Regions from separate parts of the Mus musculus genome. Here region 2 is linked to region 1. Evidence: chromatin contacts called from public promoter capture Hi-C data. All regions are on one chromosome and are shown on one strand. Each heading gives the region's core, a stretch centred on a gene start, on an enhancer-like site or on the middle of the called end of the contact. The rest is flanking DNA. Distances are from core to core; before and after follow the strand shown.

Evidence for each region. Promoter capture Hi-C pulls out the DNA fragments that hold promoters and counts their contacts.
Region 2: a contact with region 1 is called in a promoter capture Hi-C map of the 3T3-L1 cell line, with 13 times the contacts expected there. The contact joins the enhancer-like site here to the promoter of Lrig1 in region 1. A contact is called at or near these places in 16 of 39 promoter capture datasets (the 3T3-L1 cell line, 3T3-L1-derived adipocytes, the C10 cell line and 8 more), 1 of 15 datasets of contacts at CTCF or cohesin (the NIH/3T3 cell line), 12 of 484 Hi-C or Micro-C datasets (the C2C12 cell line, Sertoli cells, embryonic fibroblasts and 4 more) and 12 of 115 datasets of contacts at active chromatin or transcription factors (craniofacial prominence, embryonic forebrain, embryonic hindbrain and 8 more).

What each region holds. Positions count from the first base shown.
Region 1 is chr6:94,698,087-94,703,184 of GRCm38.p6, reverse strand. It overlaps Lrig1 (leucine-rich repeats and immunoglobulin-like domains 1), which reads left to right and starts at 3,040. Exons shown (of 19, transcript NM_008377.2): 1 at 3,040-3,723. The coding sequence starts at 3,500.
Region 2 is chr6:94,983,605-94,988,702 of GRCm38.p6, reverse strand. No RefSeq gene overlaps it. Among named protein-coding and RNA genes, the nearest start is that of 4930511E03Rik, 42 kb to the right of the region's middle. Within about 2 kb of position 2,157, at least 11 of the 459 cell types and tissues checked have an H3K27ac peak or open chromatin away from gene starts, as enhancers often do.

The sequences.
Region 1 (5,098 bases), core at 1,791-4,290:
ATACATGGTGTGAGGAGCAGACATGACTTCATGCTTTGCTGTAGACGAGAAGAACTGCCAAGGCTCAGGCGCCCCATTCCCCCCAAGACTCACTCCCTCTGTTTGGAATCCTCTTCTCTGGTGGTGTGGTAACCAGACCACAGGGGATGCTGTACACCTGTGGGCAAATTACCTTGCAGATTCTCAAACCTTGTCCTCTAGGATGCCAGGAGTTCCCAAGTGCATCTCATAGTCCCACCCACAGCGTTTGAGAACCTTTTGGAACACTCTACTGTGGTGACCAGCCTGAAGGTCATCTCCAGCCAGGTTTCATGACTTGTGATGAACTGTGTGTACTATGCTGCTTGATGCAGGGGCAGGGTGGGGATGACCTGGCAAGTTTCTTTAAGGGAGAGCTGATCACAAGCATTCTGCATTAAATAATTCTTTTGTTTAAAGATTGTCTGTAATTCCAGTGCCAGGGGATATGATTATCACTTCTGACCTCTGTGGGCACCAGGCATGCATGTGTTGCCCAGACATATGTAGGCAAAACACACATACACATAAATTTAAAAAAAAATCATTACAAATTTAAAATAAAAATTTAAATTAGATTTGTGTGTGTGTGTGTGTGTGTGTGTGTGCGCGCGCGCGTGCGCGCGTGCGTGCTCATGTGTGGAGGCCAAGGATAGCCTGCAGGAATCTGCTCTCTCCTTCCACCTTGTGAGTTTCAACGATCAAATTGCTCTCTCATTCTACCATCCTACTGGTCTAAATTACTCTTTTGTCCCAGCCCTTGGGATGCCGAGGCAGGAGGATTGCTGCAAGTTTGGTGCTAGCCTCACTATATAGTGAGATGTTGTTTCAAAGAAAAAGAAGGTGGGGGGCAGAGAGATTTCTCAGTGGTTAAGTATTCCTCTTGTAGAGAATTCCGTTTCCAGCATCCATGTCAGGTGGTTTACAACTACCTGTGTTAAGCTACAGTGGCTGTTGGCTTCCTTGGATGTCCTGCACTCATGCCCATATACATACTCACAGACATACGTACATGCACACACATATGCAATTAAAAATAAAAGGAATCTTTAAAGTGTACTATTTTGTCTTGAAATTCGTAAGCACCATGATAGAGGACTCCAATTTGCAGCTCTTGTATATTCCATTCCCCAGCTTCCTATTTCTACCCAAGGGCATGAAAACAAGGAGACCTGTTTCTCCTTATCCAGTTGGAAGGTGTATGCTAATGTGGACTGCATGTGTAGCACATATGTTCCTGCTCATGCGTGCATGTGCACACAGATACTAGTTGGAGCTTTCCTGTTAAGATTTCTGAGGTATTACATTTGGCTTAATTTATGCACGTGTGGACACTGCTTCACCATCACTTCTGAGATATACAGAAAATGGGAGAGAAACCCAACAGCATTGCTCTATAGTGTAGGCAATCAGGAGAAAGGGAAGGCTGGTGTAAGGATGAAAAGAATGGCAAACAAAGCCGGGCATGCTGCACACACCTGTAATGCCAGTTGTTCCAGAAGACTGAAACAGGAGCATAATAAGGTTGAGGGAGTCTGGGCTACATGATGAGACTCAAACAATCAAAAAAGAAGGAAGAAAGAAGGCAAGGAAAGAAAGAGACAGAAAGCACAGACAGCTAGGCAACAATCACCTGACTACTAAATACAGGTCCAATTTTGGTTTAAAAAAAAAGCAAAACTTGAGGGACAGCCACGTTTAGCATCAAATCGTATTTCTTGAATATGTCAAACATGTAATGAAATCCCTTTAACTGTTCGGTGTTTTTCTTCCCGATGAACAGCGTTCCTACTCCCTTTCTATAAAGCCTAAGTTAGATTTAACCGTGCTGGAACAAATGTTTTCCAGAAGACTCCAGCGCCTTAGTTTCCCTGACCCTGTGTGCAGTTCGGACATCAGCAAGTCAAACCGCCCAGAGGCGGCAGATATGTATTACAGTGCTAATCTCTTCCCCCCGCCCCCCCGCCCCACTCCATTAAGTGTGTGTGTGTTCGCGCGCGTGTGCTCGCCTATGTCCAAGCACTGTTTCACATGGCGGCTATCAATCTATTCTGATCCGTGTTTGCCAAACTAACAGGTTCTCTCTCTCTCTCTCTCTCTCTCTCTCTCTCTCTCTCTCTCTCTCTCTCTCTCTCCTCTCTCCCTCCCCCCACCTCTCTCACTGTCTATAAAGAGCACGTCACGGATAATTTCTTGGAAATTGTATTTTAAAGGCACTGATTTTCAATAACAAAACACACCACCACAGCAACCCCCTTTATCCAAGTCCAGAGCACTTCCCGAACTATCCTTCAACTAACTAGGGGCGGGGAAGTGGGCGTGCCCTCAAGATTCAATTTCTGCAGCACACAGTCATTTCGGTAGTCAAGGACACATTTCTGGATTAAAGATATCAAGAAGAACGAGTGTGGAGCACAGATGGGAAAGGGGGCCCCACCTCTGAGGAAATAGCTGAGAAACTCATGAAAGCAAGTTTTAAATCTTTTTTTTTTTTCTTTTGCAAGGCACCTGAAAAAGGGTGCTCGTTTGCTGTAAATCCACCATGATGTTTTTAGTTTAGGAGAGCAGAATAAACCTTGGGTCCAGATAGCTCCCAAACCCGTGGATTACAAACTTTCTCTCTTCTCCTAGGCTCAATGGACCGAAGCTTAGGCCACTTTTCCAGATTCTGGTACTTGGTAGCCAAAACCCTACAAGTCTCCTTTAAGAGGAGGCAGCACGCCTCTCCTTTTCCCCGCCCCGTCCCCGCCTTTCACACCTTGGGTGGGAAAAGCGAGCGGAGGCGGGACCTCAGGGAGCGAGCGCTCTTATGGGTTAGGACGCCAAAAAGGCGCTCCAGGAGCCAATGAGCAACGGGCAGGGCGGGGCGTAATGCTGTAGCCCTGCAGCCAACGTGGGCCGATCTGCGCCCCGGGGCCCCATCGGAGGGGTGTGTGAGGGCGAGCAGCCGGGGCGGGGCCTGGGGCCGCGGGGCTGGACCGCGGAGCGGCTGGCCGCTGATTGTTCGCAGCGCTGAGGCACGGTGCGCTCCGGCCGCTCCGGGACGGGCAGGCGCGTGGGGTCCACGGCTATCATCAGCTCAGCGCCCTCAGTGAGATGCCCGCCCGCGCCACGCGCAGAGGCCGAGGCTAAGCGTTTTCAGTCCTCAGAGGCGGCGGCTCTCGGCGTGCGCCCGAGCTCTGAAGGCGACTCTCAGCGCGGCGGGAAGGACGAGCAGCGGCGGCCGGGCACTCACTGCGGGACTCCACAGAGTTCGCCGCGCGCGGGGCTCGGCCCGGATGGGCGCGGGGGTGGCGGTCCCCGCAGGGTGCTGCGAAGCGGCCCGGGCAGAGCGTGCCGGCTGAGCGCCGCGGCCCCGGAGCCGACTGGAGTCGGGCGTCCATGTCCCGGCGCGGAGCCTAGCTCCGAGCGCAGCCCGCGCCCGCGGCCGCCCGCACCTCGCAGCCCTCGCTCCCCGGCTTCGCGGCGCGTTCCAGACAAGATGGCGCGGCCCGGTCCGGGAGTGCTCGGAGCCCCGCGCCTTGCGCCTCGCCTTCTGCTCTGGCTGCTCTTGCTGCTACTGCAATGGCCGGAGTCAGCGGGCGCCCAGGCTGGCCCGCGGGCCCCCTGCGCGGCCGCCTGCACTTGCGCCGGGGACTCGCTGGACTGCAGTGGGCGCGGGCTGGCGACGCTGCCCCGGGACCTGCCCTCCTGGACGCGCAGCCTGTGAGTATCGCCTTTGCCTCTCGTCCGGGCGCTGTCACTAAGACGGGGCTGCTGGTGTGCTCAGCCGGAGAGGGTGCGGAGTGCGCTCTGTGGGCTGGGGAGACTTGTGGGTGGCCGAGTGGAGGTCACGCGTGGGAGCTCGGGAGAGAGGACTCTGCTTCTGGGGTTTGAAGGTGAGCGTGATTCTGGAGGAGCCTGCCTTGCGGCGAGCGTGTGTTGTGGAGAGGATGCAGGACATGAGTGATCCTGTAAGGGTGATCGAGTGTGCCTCGTGAAGTCTGGAAGTCAGCGAGTGTGGGCCGTGGAGGTGAGCCACCGGTTTGTGATTTGAAACTGAGTGAGAGTGCTGTGGAGCGCGAAATATGTGTGTGTGTAGAGTGGAGGTGAGCGAATTTGTGTGCATGTGAGACGGACGCAATGGCAGAGTGTAGGAGCCTGTGTTGGGATTGGGATCCATGGCTGTATCTTTTCTCCTGTGCTGTATGTAACCCAGCCCTTAGGTGTCTTGAGTTCCCTCAACTTACCTTCAGTTGGTAATGAATGACAGTGACTCACATCTCCAGGGTTCATGCTATTTATACTGTGTATTAGTGAGTATGTGTTGCAGTCTCCTGATCACCAGACAATCGTGGTGGCTTGACTTGGCATTGGCCAGGGCAAAAGGGACCCTGTCCTGAAGAAGCCAGGAGTTGAGAAGCTTTGAGACAGTTCTTGGAGATGTCTGAGTGTGGCTGTTAGCTCTTTTCCGCATGGCTGGCAAGTACAGGAACTGTGTTCCAGATCCCTTCCTGTCTGTTCCCTGGGGTCCCCTTGGGCTTGATCCACTGGGGCTGGGTCTGCTCCTACCCTCGAGTTTCTCCTCCATAAATGGCACAAGTTAGTTGTGGAGTAGTGCTACTATGGGAGAAGGTGACAGGGGGCCTGGCTAGCTCTGTCAGTTTAGGTGCACTTCTGTGCTGCTGGGATTGGGGTTCGTTGGGAACATTAGATTTCTGTAAACAAAGTGGAGTAGAATAGCATTGTTATTCTTAAAAAAAACAATACAAAACAAATAAAAAACCAAAAAAACCTAGACCTTTGAGTCGAATCTTGCTCAGCTATCAGTAATTAGCATCTCTAGAACTATTAGTACCTTCCAGAGAAAGGCCTAGCTTGAGTAGTCTGCGTCTCATTTGAGCTTTTGAATGTCTTTCCTAGGACACAGAAGTAGTACAGCAGTAGCTTCAGTCATGACATTTGCTGTTTTAAAAAGCGAAAATTGATGACACAGGCTTTAACTCACACCTGTGGCTTCATTGCAGAAAACTAGGGGCTGGGTATCTGACCGTCTTGAAGGAGAGAAGTTGATTCTTTTCTAACAAGAAGACTGTATTCT
Region 2 (5,098 bases), core at 908-3,407, 290 kb before region 1:
GGAAAAAAACAAAACGAAGTCAGAAACAAGATGGAGTTGGCTAGATTAGTAACTGAGATCTCTCTCTAAAGTCCCTGTGATCAAGTCATCTTTTTCACTTTTATAGGAGTGGATCTGTTGGTAGGGCTTCATTAAAGTATCTTACCCATAGAAAGTAATGAGCAATAACCAGATTGGTCCCTAACATTCTACTTCATGTTAGATGTATGTTATGAGGATTCTAGATGCCACCCCTAAATTGCTCTTCCTTAAAAGCTCACAGAAACTTTTACATCAGCAGACTAAGTGCAACTTTTCATCATAGCCTTGCCAACATTTTCAGTATAGACTGTGTGTGTGTGTGTCTGTGAGTGTGAGTGTGTGTATGTGTGTTCATGCCATGAATGTGAAATTCATATGGAGGCCAGAGATAGACATCAGATGTCTTCCTCAATCACCTTCTAGTTTATTCTTTAAAACAGAATTTTTAACTGATCCAGAAGCTCATAGATTCAATGAGGCTGACTATCCAACGGACCTGAGGGTCCCTCTTGTCTCTGCCTCCCCAGCCCTGGAATTTCAGGATCATACATACTGCCTTGCCTGGCTTTTTACATGGGTTCTTGGGATCAAACTTAGACCCTCATCCTTGCATGGTGAATACTTTCCTGATAGGATCATCTCCCTAGCTCCCTAATTTAGTCTTGAAGACATCTGGCAACTGATGTAGAAACAAAGACTGTTTTAAACACAATGCTCTTGGAAATTATGAAGCCACCCAGTCTCTCCTCCTTTCTGGGGAGCTCAGCTAACTGTGCTTTGCCCAAAACCCCATGCCTTGAGCCTCCCACAGACATCTCCCTCCACCCACCGATCAAGCGCCGTGTGCTCAGGCTCTTCTGACTGAAGCTGGAAGAATGAGCTAGCAACCTTATCTTCATGCCCCTTCTTGCCCTCCGTGTTTTGATGCCGCCTGTTTGGGGAACATTCAACACATTCTAAGGGGGGGCCACACAGATGCTCAGCCCGAGCCAAGCTGATCATTGCATAATTGATAAAAGGCCCTTTGTATGCACATTCTATTTAGATTACTGTGTGGAGCAGGTGACAGGTGTTCAGAGAACACGACCCAAGCTGCCTGTTGCTGAGAACATCCTGAGACCAGCTGGGGCCAGAAGCCCAGAGGAAATCCCCATAGTAATTTAATAGTTCACAGGAGCTTTAGGTTAGTGAGAAATACAATGAAGAATTAACGATAGTGACCACCCACTGCAGAAGGGCCTTTGTGCTTTCTCCTTGATAGTTCTACTTATTATTTCGTTCCCAAGGAGATCACTGCAGGGTGACCAAGAGGAAATTTCTCCCTCTTCACCTCTCTTTCTCCTCCCCCCTCCTTTGCCACATAGCATGCAATTAATAGAAATTATCCAATGAAGAGAAATTTACTCTGAGAATACCAACTTTGCTAGTAACAGGGCTGGCGGATGTTGCCAGCTTCTCTTTCCAAAGAACTTGTATGAGGGAAATGATGCCAATGTTTAAAATATGAAATGAAACTGATAAAGTATCATTTTCGTCAGTGCGTCTCAAAAAGTAAAAGATGGAAATTCAGATCGAGTTGGATTGTCAGCATATGGGTGGTAGATGGTAACTGGTCTTGGGGTGATGGTTAATGGGTGCAATATGCCACTCCCTGCTGTTGCAAATACTTGATGCTTGCTTTAAGGTGCATCTGACCATCTTAATGAAAAACTATCATGTGTGTTGTCTTTTGGAAATTGTACTTTTGAAAATCATTTTTTTCCAGGGAGAAGAGGGGAGACCAGTCCATGAGTAAGATAGTCCACAATGGTACACTTTCCAGAAATAGTATTATAAAGGCATCAAACAGACGTGGAGGTTTGCCTCTACATCTTGCTTTGACTGGTGATATCTCAGCCCTTATTTTGCAGTCTTAGTCCCACAGTGTTCTGGTCTGTGCATACCTAGTAAATGTCCTTTCAGAAGAACTGACTTGGCTTGAGCAGCTGTTGAAAGAGGCAGGTTTGAATCACTAGAGTTCACTTCCAGGCAGATAGGTAACAAACATTGCTGGTGGTGGTCCCTGAAACCAATGCATCTGAGTATGCACACACTGCTAGACTGTCTCTTCGTTCTAGAAAGAAGAGAACACTAGAGGGCAGTGTTGTCATTGAGAATGACTGCAGAGTTGCAGACAGCACACTTATGGACTCTTCTAAACGATCTTTTAAACAGTAAGAAAAATCATCCTTGAACAACTTCTGTATCGCTTAGGCAACCCCACGATCAACACAGCTCATTACTGTCTTGTGTCTAATACAGAGCATGTGAAAGTGTGCAGTAGGCTGTGTTATCTGTGATTTTGTGTCTTTACAATCAAACTGCTGCCATGCTAGAAATATGTAGCCTATTTTGTCTTGTCATTTGTTGTTAGTCTTCTTGGCACTATGGCAAACATTTGACATAAGCAACTTAAAGCAGAGATGATTTTTTTTGTCAAGGGTTTAGAGATTATATCCCATAGTCTCTTTCTCTGCCATTTGCAGGCCTGTGCTGAAACAAGGATACCATAGCATTGGGAGCATGTATTGCAGGCTGCTCACCTTAGGGTGGCAGGAAACAGAGGACTAGGAAGAGACCAGGACCTGTTCTAGCCTCAAAAGAATGCTTCCAATGACCTACTTCCTGCAACCCTGTCACACCTCCTAAAGTTTCCAGAACCTCCCAAAATAGTTCTAGCATCTGGGGAACAAGTGTTTGAAATATGAGTCTATGGGGGCACTTCATAGTCAAGCTGTAACATCATTTTTTTCCTAAATGGGACAATATGGCAACTATTTATATATCATTGGCATGGCAATAAGTATTCTGTATGATCTACAGATGATTGAAAGTGTGGGGGAGAATGTTGGTAGGCTGCATGCAAATACGTTTTGATACTGTGCCTCTGTAGCCGTTGGAATCTATGGGGAGTCCTGAACTGAAGGACAACCATTTGTGTTTGCATTTTCATAAACTGGATGTTTTCAGGCTTGGGTATGATACATTCTTTCAAACTCTTAAGCCTAAGTTAAAACATAGAAAGTTGAAATGCAAAATTGAATAAGTTAACACTCTGTAAATATACACCATCAAATATACACCATCAAATATACACCATCAGACTCAGAATAGTTCACACAACACCTTGGCTGTCTAACTGCCATCAACCTTCTTCTTTCTTTTTCTTATTTTATCTTTCCAATTTCTCCTCCATCTCCACCAGCACTACTCTGTCCCAATTTCATGTGCTTTTTTTTTTTTTTTAAACTCATGGAGTCTCCTAGTGCTGCCACTATGTGCATGGGTATAAGGCCATCTACTGGACATGGGCATTCTCTCAGGGCCCACGTTCCCTAAGCCCTCAGTTTGTGACTTCATCCCCACCCATGCTTAGGATTTTGTCTGGCTTTATCTTGCACATATAGTCATAGCCACTGTTCCTGTGTGCAGCTGCCCTGTCATGTCCAAAACGACACAGTTTCTCTGTATTTATCAACTACCTCTGCTTTGTACTATCTCTCTGCTCCCTCTTCTGTAGTGAGCCCTAAAGCCCTGGGAGGAAGAGGTATTATATAGATGTGCTATTTAACACACGTGGGTCATTATTTTCTGAGCATTGACTAGTCGAGGGTCTCTGCAAAACATAAGCTTCTCTGATGAGGCTTGGGAGATGCACTAGTCCATGACATGAAGAGAAGACTAGTTTGCTGCTATATCCATTTAGCAGCATAATAATATTAGGTTCTCTTCTAGAGCCTATGACTTAGCAAGCTGATAGGTTCTTGGCCCCATTGATGCTGCTGAGCATGAGTCACATCTTGTGGAGTAGGCCTTTACTATAATCAGAAAACGATTGATTGCTCCCACGACATCCATGCCAGTATTGCCCCAGTGAGCCTGCCCTGCCAGGCCAGTTGTTATTAGAGCTCACAGGGCTCACAGATGGTTTGTTTTCTCCCTCAGTAGTTTACACGGCACCTTCCAGCACTGTGACATGCAGTCAGTAGAGAGGAAGCTTCCAGGTCAGTACCACTTTGATTTCCCAACATTCTATGACTAAAGTGTATGGCATCTGCAACAGAGTCTTACCATCTGGAGACAATTAAGAGCAAGGCAATAGCCTGTAACATCTAGAGGCAGTCTATGGGACCCTGCTAACCACAATTTGAAAAGAGGTACCCCATATTTTACATTGCTTAGCTTTTTATTTGATAGCCTATGTCATCTAGGAGAGGAATTGTTTTCCAATTAGAGGTCAACTCCATTTCAAACTCTTTATATATGCATATATGTATGTTTTATTTTGTATTTAAGGTATGATCTCACCATGTGTTCCAGGCTGGCCTTAAATTCACTATGTAGCTCAGGTGAACCTTGAAATTGGAAGCCTTCTGCCTCAACCTCCCCAGTACTTGAATTACAAGCCTATAAGCGTACAAGACCACACCTGGATATTAGCATGTCACAATGATGTACTAACCTGACCATTTCTGGTTGTGGCTATGGTGCTTCATACGTGTGGATTTCCCATCATCCAGAGATCCAGCCTTCTGTAGTTGGAGCTGGTTACTAGATTTTTTGTGATTCAAATGGTACATCACAGTTCCTGTGATGCAGTTTTCTTTCCTTTACCCAGACTACAGTTACCGCTTAGTGTCTCAGACACTAGTGTGCTTTCTCTTCTGAAGTTACATCTATTTTCTCTGTCTGCAAGAGAAGGATGTTCATTGCTAGCTCTGTTCTCTAAAGGAGAAACAGAGTGTGAAAATTCATCCAAGCTCACTTCTCATTCATGTCTGAAACTATTTCCAACTAATCTCATGGTATACAATATCACTTTATTATCTAGTCACAGAGAACAGAAACTAGAACACTTTCAAGGAAAATACATGCTAAATTACTGGAAGAAACAGCAAGCATGGTTATTTTTATTCTTCTAATTGACATTTTAAAATTATAAGGCAAATTTTTGCACTGAAAAGGCCCATGTAAGTTGAGTGAGAAGATAAGCTACAGGAACTGAGAAAATTGGTAAAAGATATGAGTGGCTATGTCA